Linked DNA regions of Mus musculus: region 1 is linked to region 2. The links are chromatin contacts, called in public promoter capture Hi-C maps. All regions are on one chromosome and are shown on one strand. The core of a region is the stretch at or near the end of the contact, and the rest is flanking DNA. Distances in the headings are between cores, read along the strand shown. Region 1 holds the start of Ikzf4 (IKAROS family zinc finger 4). Region 2 holds the start of Atp5b (ATP synthase, H+ transporting mitochondrial F1 complex, beta subunit).

Evidence for each region. Capture Hi-C pulls out chosen DNA fragments and counts their contacts.
Region 1: a promoter capture Hi-C map of liver shows a contact between it and region 2. The contact joins the promoter of Ikzf4 here to the promoter of Atp5b in region 2. A contact is called at or near these places in 2 of 484 Hi-C or Micro-C datasets (CD8 T cells and regulatory T cells) and 1 of 9 other capture datasets (liver).

The regions. Positions count from the first base shown.
Region 1 is chr10:128,643,194-128,648,236 of GRCm38.p6, forward strand. Ikzf4 (IKAROS family zinc finger 4) reads right to left here and starts at 2,800. Exons shown (of 8, transcript NM_011772.3): 1 at 2,528-2,800; 2 at 682-775. The coding sequence starts at 2,614. Gm26876 (predicted gene, 26876) reads left to right here and starts at 2,691. Exons shown (of 2, transcript NR_152728.1): 1 at 2,691-2,727; 2 at 4,269-5,043.
Region 2 is chr10:128,081,932-128,086,739 of GRCm38.p6, forward strand. Atp5b (ATP synthase, H+ transporting mitochondrial F1 complex, beta subunit) reads left to right here and starts at 1,376. Exons shown (of 10, transcript NM_016774.3): 1 at 1,376-1,522; 2 at 1,961-2,143; 3 at 2,366-2,540; 4 at 3,160-3,281; 5 at 3,511-3,695; 6 at 4,107-4,265; 7 at 4,367-4,489. The coding sequence starts at 1,396. Snord59a (a small nucleolar RNA gene) reads left to right here and starts at 2,211; the gene lies at 2,211-2,285. It overlaps Mir677 (microRNA 677), which reads left to right and starts at 3,355; the gene lies at 3,355-3,432.

The DNA of each region.
Region 1 (5,043 bases), core at 1,550-4,049, 560 kb after region 2:
TCAGGTGTTAGTCTGTATGCTCCTTTAAGCTTCACAATCACCAATCACCGTATAAAATAGGTGCTGAAAAATTATTTCCTTTTTTTTTTTGGATTAGGGGGCACAAAAGATGTTATATTACTTGTCTAAGCTGGTAGTGGCTGAGGTGGGGGCAGGATCACAAACATGTTGAATACCAAGTCCTTGGCTACTGCTTGGCCAGTCAGGAGTCACTGCTTCAGTGGGGGCTCATTAGGCTTTCTAAATTCAGCCAAACTTCTCTCAAGAGCTAAATGTCAGTTATCTTAAGCTTGTCAATTTCAACTTGTTGATAACATGCTTTGTAAAAATGCTTTTTAAAATTTTTTTTTAGATCCAATAACATACTTGAAAACATGAGTGCCTTCAAAAATCCCCCCTCCCCACAGCCTCCTGTACATATAAATGAATGAAATCAAAACACATGTAGATAAACACACAGACACAGATCACACATATAGATACACATAAAGAGAACATACCTACTGGGATAAACATCACAGCCGTCTATATTATCTGCTAACATGAACATGCATGGGTATATGCGCAAAGGCCTAAACATGGAAGAGAGAGAGAGAAAGAGAGAGAGAGACCCTAAAATTCATCCCTAAAGTTCGCCTAGGTTAGTATTTTACCCACTTTCCCAGCTATGCACATACTTACTTTCACAAAATAAAGATTCCATTATAAAATGGTTGGAGTCCTGGGCCTGAGGCAAGAAATCCGGAGCACACCCTCCTGAGAGCTCCCTCTCCAGCTTTGGTCAGTGGGAAGAAAACAACCACTCAGGACTTGGGGACCATTTCCCATCGCAACCTCTCCTAAAGTCCCGTTCCCCACTCTATCCCTCGGAAGCCCGAGGAACCCTGTTCTCCGGCTATAGAAAAAGCCTTATGGCTTGAATCTGATTTTCCCCTGCTGAGGCTCCTTAGGCGAGCAACGGTTTTCTTAAGAAGTTGCCTTAAGACAGCACCAGACACAAACCATGATGTGAGCGGCTCAGGACCATTAAGACTTGTAGATTCAGGTCCGGTTTTAACACGTGCCCTTTCAACTGAGTTTACTGAGGCTAGATAGGTCAAAAAAGGTTAAGTAAACTCAAAATCCTCCTGCCTCAGCCTTTGGAGTACTGGGATTGCGTGCATGTACCACACCCAGTTTCTTGTTCTTTTCAAAGGTTAGTGCTGACCTACTACAAAGCACCCAGTATTAGTAAGAAGGGACCTGCTGATTCTAAAATGAGTGAATTTCTTGGAAATCCATATCTGGCCCAGTCTCCTGGAGCTGAGGCTGTCTCTACGACTAGGAGCTAGCTTTCTGGGAGACAATATTCTTAAAGGGAAGCTCAGGGACACTGAGGGAAAAGCATTCTTTGTGGCTCTCCCAATGAAGGGCTGGAAACAGGAGAGAAAGGCAGGTGCCTCAAGGCGCACCAGTAACTCCAGAGGCTCTTTGATGCTGCTGTCATCCCTAGGATAAAGGCAAGAGGGAAAACACACTCAAGTCTACTTTCATGGCACTAAAATCTAAGAAGGAATCTCTGTCAAAGGCCAGAGGGTCTTTGTGAGGCTCCAGAGACTTAGACTTCTAGCCTGAGGCTGACGGGGACAAAGTCAGATTTGGGAAACTCATTCGTTTCCCCTCTCAGCCTCGGAAACCCCAGTGAGGGAATTTCAAATGCCTGGGACTTCCAAGAAATCTCAGACTGTCAAAGCCAAGAATTAAGGCTGCTCTCAGGTATCAGAGACATTTTCTTGGTCAAAGCCATCGTAGATTGGCTGAACCTTCTGGGAGCAAAGCTAAATCGTGAGGTCCACAGCAAAGCAACTAGGAGGTGGAGAAAGGGCAGAAAGGCGGGGAAGGGATGGGGAGCAGTCCCACTAAGCTGAGCGGTCTCACACACCGAAAGAGACCGGCCCTCTCCTGGATCCCTTGAGTGGTTGCCTCTGGGGAATAGCCTGGAGCTCTGCAAGCCGCTGCACTTCTCTGAAAGGGATATCTTTCTCCAGCTTTCTCTTCTTGACCATGGGCTCCAGGTGGCAGGATGCTAGCCTGCTATCAGGGACCAGTCAGTGCACGAGCAAAGAAAGACTGCCACCCCCGGCTCTTCTCTATTGTGGGCAGGAGGCTGAGGCCCCTCACATGTCGGTTCCAGGCTGAAGCATCTGCCGTCAAAGCTCTTCTTCCCATCTCAGGTCTTTCTACTCTCCATTCCCACCCAGGCCTGTTTCGGTATTCCACCCCTGGCTGCTCTACCTCTGTCCCCAAGGCCTAATCAAGATGTCACCACAAGCTCCCACTGTCCAAGTCACGGTCTTCGCTTAGCAACACCAAGCACCCTTTCCCATCCTCCCCAAGTGTAAGGAGGAACGCCCCCTCCCCCCCCCCGCTATACACACAGCCCCCGTCCTCTCCCTCTCCTCAGGCTTGGGAGTTGTTACTGAATTGGTTCCCTAGCCCCATCACCCCCCTACCCCCCCTCCGCTAGCCGCCTTCTGCCTGAACTTACATTATCCTTCCCTTGCCGGTGAGACCCTGGGGTGCGAACGCGGCCGCCGCCTTGGAAACGGCGAGGGAGTGCGGGTGGTGTGTGCATGTCTGCGTCTCGGTGGCAGGCAGGGGTGAGCCCAGCCACTCACCTTCCAGGAAGCGTGGATTCCTGGAAGTGAGGGGAACCGCCGTCATTTCGCAGGCAGTGGCAGCCGCACGGTGAGCAGGGGCCCACGGCTGCAGCCGGCAGAACCGCTCAGCCCAGGGTGTATGTGCTGAGAGCCTCGTGTGTATGTGTGTGTGTGTGTGTGTGTGTGTGTGTGTGTGTGTGTGTGAGAGAGAGAGAGAGAGAGAGAGAGAGGGAGAGAGAGGGAGAGAGAGGGAGAGAGAGGGAGAGAGAGGGAGAGAGAGACAGGAGAGAGAGAGAGAGAGAGAGAGAGAGAGAGAGAGAGAGAGAGAGAGAGAGGGAGGGAGGGAGGCGTGGATGCGCTTGGGGAGGGGGCAGGAGAAAACGTACCAGTGTGTGTGTGTGTGTGTGTGTGTGTGTGTGTGCGCGCGCGCGCGCTAGGCTACAGCATCCCTTTTCCAAGACAGTGGAGAGGTGGGAATGGGGGTGCACAGGGAGTGGGGGTGCAGAGGGAGGGTAGGCAGATGTGTTTGCCCTCCTGCCCAACAGACAAAGAGGAGCTACAAAACAAATGCTTGAGAGGGGGGCAAGTGTATGTGTGTGTGGTGTGTGTGTGTGTGTGTGTGTGTGTGTGAGAGAGAGAGAGAGAGAGAGAGAGAGAGAGAGAGAGAGAGAGGAGAGCCGCAGGCTTGTGGGGAGGAGGAAGGGGGTGTCCCAGGGAAGGCCCAATCCTCTGCCAGCTAGGGAAGCCAAGGCCCCACAGGTCATGGGGCCCGGGACACAGGGGCAGCCTCCAGGATCTAGAAGTGGCAGAAGGCTCCTCCCCTAGCAAACTCAGGCTCCTTTCCATCTGCCTCTCCTTCTGACAATCCCCCTTCCCATCACTGACTAGTGGAGATCTGGGACCCTGAGCTTTTTCTAATCCCTGGTTGGGTCTCCCTGTCTTCCCTCTCTCCCGTGCCTCTGGGGCTCTGGCTTCAGGAGTCCTGGATGAATCCTGTCCTCTATCAGGAGAAGGCTCTTGCTCGCTTTCCTTCCAGAGGAACTGTTCACTGCTGAGCTGACCTACTTTGGAAGACTGCATTTTCTGATTCCAAGAATTTGGGATGGGAGGGGCCATGAAACTTTGGGCTGCCAATCCTTGCACCTCTCTCTCCTCAGGTTCTCTTAAATGTTTCAGGGCACCAGGATAAGCTCTGCTCCATTTGATTTGAGCAACTCAGTTTCTGTTTTCAGTGTCTGTGGTGGGTAGGGTGGAAATCTGTGCTGTAAATTAGTGGACTCTCGTTTCCCCCATTTCTTCCCATGGGAATTATCTGTACTTTTAGAAAGGAAGTTGGGGGGCGTGTGCTTTCAGAATCAGGTTCTATGAGATGGTAACATCCCTTAGTAGAACGAGAGGCCTCCTCTCTTTATCAGGTGGCCAGTGGGGGAGGCGGTGACCTGAGAAAGGGCCAGTAAAAAACCAGACACTGGGGACAACTCTCTGCTTTCGGATCAGCCCAGGAGAGGGATGGAGGTCAAAAATGGGTTCTTACATGCCCTATTATATACCCTCTTGGCCATGTCTGGCCCTGAAGGGGGCATTCTTTAGACCTAATGTCAGTGCTGCCCTGACTTTGTCTTTTTGAAGGTAGCTGCTGACATCTGGAGTTCTCAAAATACACAGGAGTGGTTTGAGTTTCTTATTCGGAGACTGTGCTGGGTCCACTTCGCATCAGGCCAGGCCTGCTTAAGCTTGGTTTCATAGCACAGTGAAGCCTCAGATATTGCCTGCTCGCGTCCAACATACTCCCGAGACACGACTGAGAAGAGCCCACGGCACATCTCCCTAGCCGCCTTCATGGCTTCTCGCTTGCCTTCCTTAGGGCAGGGATTGGATTCTATCCATCTGACAGTAACCACCCAGCACTAACAACTGGGTCCTTGGTGTTCTTGTTGCTCAACAGTGAATAAACCTGACTGAACTGGAGGTGGGAGAGTTGGCTGGTTCCTCAGAAGGGCCTCTTTCAGTTAAAACAGCCCACCTGAACTATGTCATTCTGTCCAGTATGAACTGTGTCACTCTGTGGCAGACACGACACACCTGTACCTGAGCCAGTTCCTTCAGTGTCGGTATCTTTCTGTGAGTTACCAGAGGATGAGGGTGATTCTCACGTGTGTCTGACTGATTTTACCCTCTCCATCTGTACATGTCAATAATTCCTTTGTTGGCTCCACTTTAGAGTAAACAAAATAACTCATAGTCCATTTTCACAATGGCACTCTGGCTTGCTCTACTGAGACAGACTCTTCACATTCTGTGTCAACCAGCCTTGAATTCATAATCTTCCTGCTTCTACCTCCTTGCTGTTGAGATTACAGCCATCATAATCTTTACTGTACTTTGTTGTTGTTTTGAGACAAGG
Region 2 (4,808 bases), core at 126-2,625:
CTCTAGTGCTGGTGTCACAGAAGTGCAACATCTTGTCCTGCATTGGGCTCTTCCTTACTTAGCAAGGTTATTAGATGTTATCTTAAGAATGGGGAGGCTGAGTCCAAGGCATGCCTGAACCACAGCAAGACTGTTTCAATAACACATGCATGTAATTGCTGAGGAGGATATGGGTGCGTTCCTTTGTTCCCCGCTACAGCCTTTGCCAGCTCTCCACTGTCAGACTGAGAACTTTTTTCATCATCATGCAGAAAAATGGGAAGTACTGGAGGATGCTAGGAAGTAAAAAGGTGCAATACTACAACTTTGTGTATCCTCATAGGAAGACCAAGGGCTTCCCTGTTAGAGCTCCACCCCATCCCCATTGTTGCTGGCAAGGATATCATTGATTCTGTGACTTTCCATCCTAGAGCAACACACACTTCTGGCCAGCCTCCACTTTCATTCAAAAGTCCTTTGAGACCTGGCATCATCTCCCTATAGGGTCGGATTTCGTTTTTTTTTTTTTTTTTTTTTTTTTTGCCTTATCTACAACCAAACCGAAGAAATGTGGTTTCAGGCAAAGGCTCGCTTAGCGTATTCTTCCTTTCTACTTTACTTTACGGATTTCTGCACACACATATCACAGCAAAGGTCTATTACTTCTGACCTTTCATTTTGTGTTTGAGACAGGGTCTCAAGGGGCTTCAGTTGGCTCCTGGAATCTTGAGCCTTCACCTGTCAAGTTCTGGAATTACAGGGTTCTGTCAGTACGTCTGCTTAGGGCAATTCTTTACATAAGTAGGTGACTCTAAATTACCCCTCGAGTGTTATAAATAAATAACCTTGTCTCCTCGATGCAGAACGTCTGTCGAAGGATGGGTCGCTTTAGTTTCTTTCGTTGCACGGATTTATATGATAAAGAGCCTCCAGGTTTCGGACCTGCTGGGCCGCCTGGAAACTTCCACCCTCACTACTGTCGAGGAAACCCCACGTTTTGGAGCCACAGAAGGTTCCTGACTTTCAGGACGCCGCCACTCAACCTTAGCGGCTGTCACCTAACTCAAGGTCCAAGGACAGTCAAAGACGGCCTAGTGCACAGGTTCAACGGAACCCCGCCCCTTTATTTCAACGTAGTTCCGCCAAAAACCTCTCCTACTGACGTTCCCATGGGCCAATTAGGTTTCGAGGCTTAGAGGGCGGCTCCTCCAATTAAAAAAGAGAATTTTCAGATTGGCACCAGTTTAGACCAATAGCTGATAAGCTCCGAGTTTTTTTACCCTATAGAAGCGTTAGTGGTGATGACGAACAGCAAAATCACCCAATTACTGTGCCTACGGCGGAGGTTGCCCCGCCCCAGCTGCAGGACCGGCGGAGAGGACCGCTTCGGCGCTCAGTCTCCACCCGGATTCCGCCATGTTGAGTCTTGTGGGGCGTGTGGCCTCGGCCTCGGCCTCCGGGGCCTTGCGGGGACTCAGCCCTTCGGCGGCTCTGCCACAGGCGCAGCTTCTACTGCGAGCTGCTCCCGCCGGGGTTCATCCTGGTAAGCGCCTTCCTGGAGGAGCTAGTTCGGTTCTTCTCCCCGTGACCTTGAGCTTGGGCCTATCGGATCCGTTCTCCATAAGGATTCCCGGGCAGCGGACTACTGTCCAGCCGAGGAGTGCAAGGACAGTCGCCCGTGGGAGCGTTGATATAACCAGCAGCGTCCCATTTTGTGAGGCTAGAGTGGCCGGCAGCTGCCTCGACCTTGAGGTTTTGAGGGGGATACCAAACTCGAGAATAATGGCGGTTCTGTGCACGAGGTCGGGAAAACAGTGCGGGTGGGTTCCCGATTGCAGCGTGCCCTTCTCCATGCCTCCTCCTATCTTGCAGGAGACTTAGTCTGGGCTCAGCTAACCTTCCCTCGGGGGATAAATCTGGGATTCGGGTGACCTTAAGCTGTCCTAACACCAACGCCTTCCAATACCTTTTTGTCTGCTAGCCAGAGACTATGCGGCGCAGGCGTCTGCGGCCCCGAAGGCAGGCACTGCCACCGGGCGAATCGTGGCAGTCATCGGCGCTGTGGTGGACGTCCAGTTCGATGAGGGATTACCACCCATCCTAAATGCCCTGGAAGTGCAAGGCAGGGACAGCAGACTGGTTTTGGAGGTGGCCCAGCATTTGGGTAAGTAGGACGTTTTAGAGGTGGGAAAGAGCTTGTTAGGCTTAAATAACACGAGATCGTGCCATCTCCATTCTGTGATGACTTTACCAAATGACTTTCGTTCTTCTGAGTTTGCTGAAGCCACACTCAGGTGCTGAGAGGGGAGGCCTGTTTGCTTTTGATCACCCTTCATTACATACTGTTAGGTTTTGGTGCTTATAACGTGTTAATGCTGATTGACAGGGGAGAGCACGGTCAGAACTATTGCTATGGATGGCACTGAAGGCTTGGTTAGAGGCCAGAAAGTACTGGATTCAGGGGCACCAATCAAAATTCCTGTTGGTCCTGAGACCTTGGGCAGAATCATGAATGTCATTGGAGAACCTATTGATGAGAGAGGTCCTATCAAAACCAAACAGTAAGTTTCTCTCACTGCATTTGTGAACATGGGAACCTTTTCTTGCAGTTGTACACATGGGGTAATAACTGGTAGTAAAGCAACATTTTCCTACAGTACTACTTCCATTTCTGTTGTATTCAGTTATTGAAAATGAAGATACAGAAGTTTGGATTGTTGAAAACTTGCTACATAGAACCCCCTGTTACTTTTTTTAAAGCTGTGTTACATTATGGATTCTCTAAAATTTACAGGTTTTTATTTTCTTATTGTTATATAAAGAAACTTTGTTATATTAAGTTCAGTAAAAGGAAAATATCAAAAAAGAGGATTATTTGTTCTTGAGACTTTTTTTTTTTGGTTTTTCGAGACAGGGTTTCTCTGTATAGCCCTGGCTGTCCTGGAGCTCACTCTGTAGACCAGGCTGGCCTCGAACTCAGAAATCTGCCCGCCTCTGCCTCCCAAGTGCTGGGATCAAAGGCGTGCGCCACCACGCCCGGCGAGACAATATTTTTTATTGCAGAGAGATGATGTTCTGTGACAGCTTAACTTGAACAAGATTAGACTTGACTGTTTGTGGTGGCCAGTGGCTTTTGAGCATGGTGCCTGGTTCTGACCCTTTCCTCCCTGAACCTTACAGATTTGCTCCTATTCATGCTGAGGCTCCTGAGTTCATAGAGATGAGTGTTGAGCAGGAGATTCTGGTGACTGGGATAAAGGTTGTGGATCTGCTGGCCCCATACGCCAAGGGTGGGAAAATCGGTACGTTGGTTTTTGGTCCGTGTTTTCCAAATACAGTAAAGCATGGAGACCCTTTTTTCTTTTGAGAGTGCTTGAGCCTTCAGTGATGATTAGCTTCTGACTTTCGTTCTTCTGAATTTGCTGAAGCCAGATGCCGTTCCTGAGAAGGGGAAAATGGACAGAACTGAACATTTTTGAAGGCTGTTTAATTTGGGAATGCAGAGATCTGAAATATTTCTTCTTAAACTAGGACTCTTTGGAGGTGCTGGCGTTGGAAAGACAGTACTGATCATGGAGCTAATCAACAATGTCGCCAAAGCCCATGGTGGTTACTCTGTATTTGCTGGTGTTGGTGAGAGGACCCGTGAGGGCAATGATTTATACCATGAAATGATTGAATCTGGTGTTATCAATCTAAAAGATGCCACTTCCAAGGTGAGCTCCATTCAGAAAACTAATGTGTTATGTTTGATGTGATGAGCCCCGGGTTCTGTAAACAAAATAGTTGTCTTCCCACCACCATTTTCCAGAATACCAGTGTACACTTCTCTGGTGTGAGATATTTCTAGACTTTTTGATGAGTAAGTAATCCAATTTGAAAGCTGATTTAAAAGGTGTAGAATGGAAGCCACTCACATATCTCAGTCTTACTTTTAGTTTAGAAATTATTTCCAGTGTTCTCAATTTCATGAAGGTTCCAAACAGAAACATTGGCATCCAGTGGAAGATCCCATTAGTGGTGTCTCTCTCTCTCTTCCCCTCTCTTCTCTCTGATTGGGAATCTTGGATTTCTCTGTGGCTTCCTTACTACTCTGCTGTCTTTTCTGACTTGTGTATGTTTTACAGGTAGCGTTGGTATATGGACAGATGAACGAACCACCTGGCGCTCGAGCCCGGGTAGCTCTGACTGGTTTGACCGTTGCTGAATACTTCAGAGACCAGGAGGGCCAAGATGTCCTGCTGTTTATTGACAACATCTTCCGCTTTACCCAGGCTGGCTCAGAGGTAGGGGGGAAGCCTCGAGGCCTGGTTTGTTGAGCCAGTTGGGCATATTAGAAGAAAGATGTAGACACCTAAGACCATTATTCTTTACTTCTGTCTTTTAGGTGTCTGCCTTATTGGGCAGAATCCCTTCTGCTGTAGGCTACCAGCCCACCCTAGCCACCGACATGGGCACAATGCAGGAAAGGATCACCACCACCAAGAAGGGATCGATCACCTCGGTGCAGGTAATGAAAAAAACCAACCTAGGGAGATAATAACACCATATTATACTTGGGGCTAGAGAGATAATTCACAGTTAAGAATGCTTTTGGCTCTTCCGGTTGCCCAGTGTCCATCAGGTGGCTTACCATCTGTAACTCCAGCTTAGGAGACATGGCGCCCTCTTTTGGCTTCCATGGGTACCTGCATATACAGTAAACATGGTCTGGGGCGCGGAGATGTACAAAAATCATGTGCTAGGTGAAATGGCACTTACCTTTAATCCCAACACTTAGAAGGCAGGGGCAGGTGGATCTCTGAGATTGAGGCCAACCTGCTCTATGT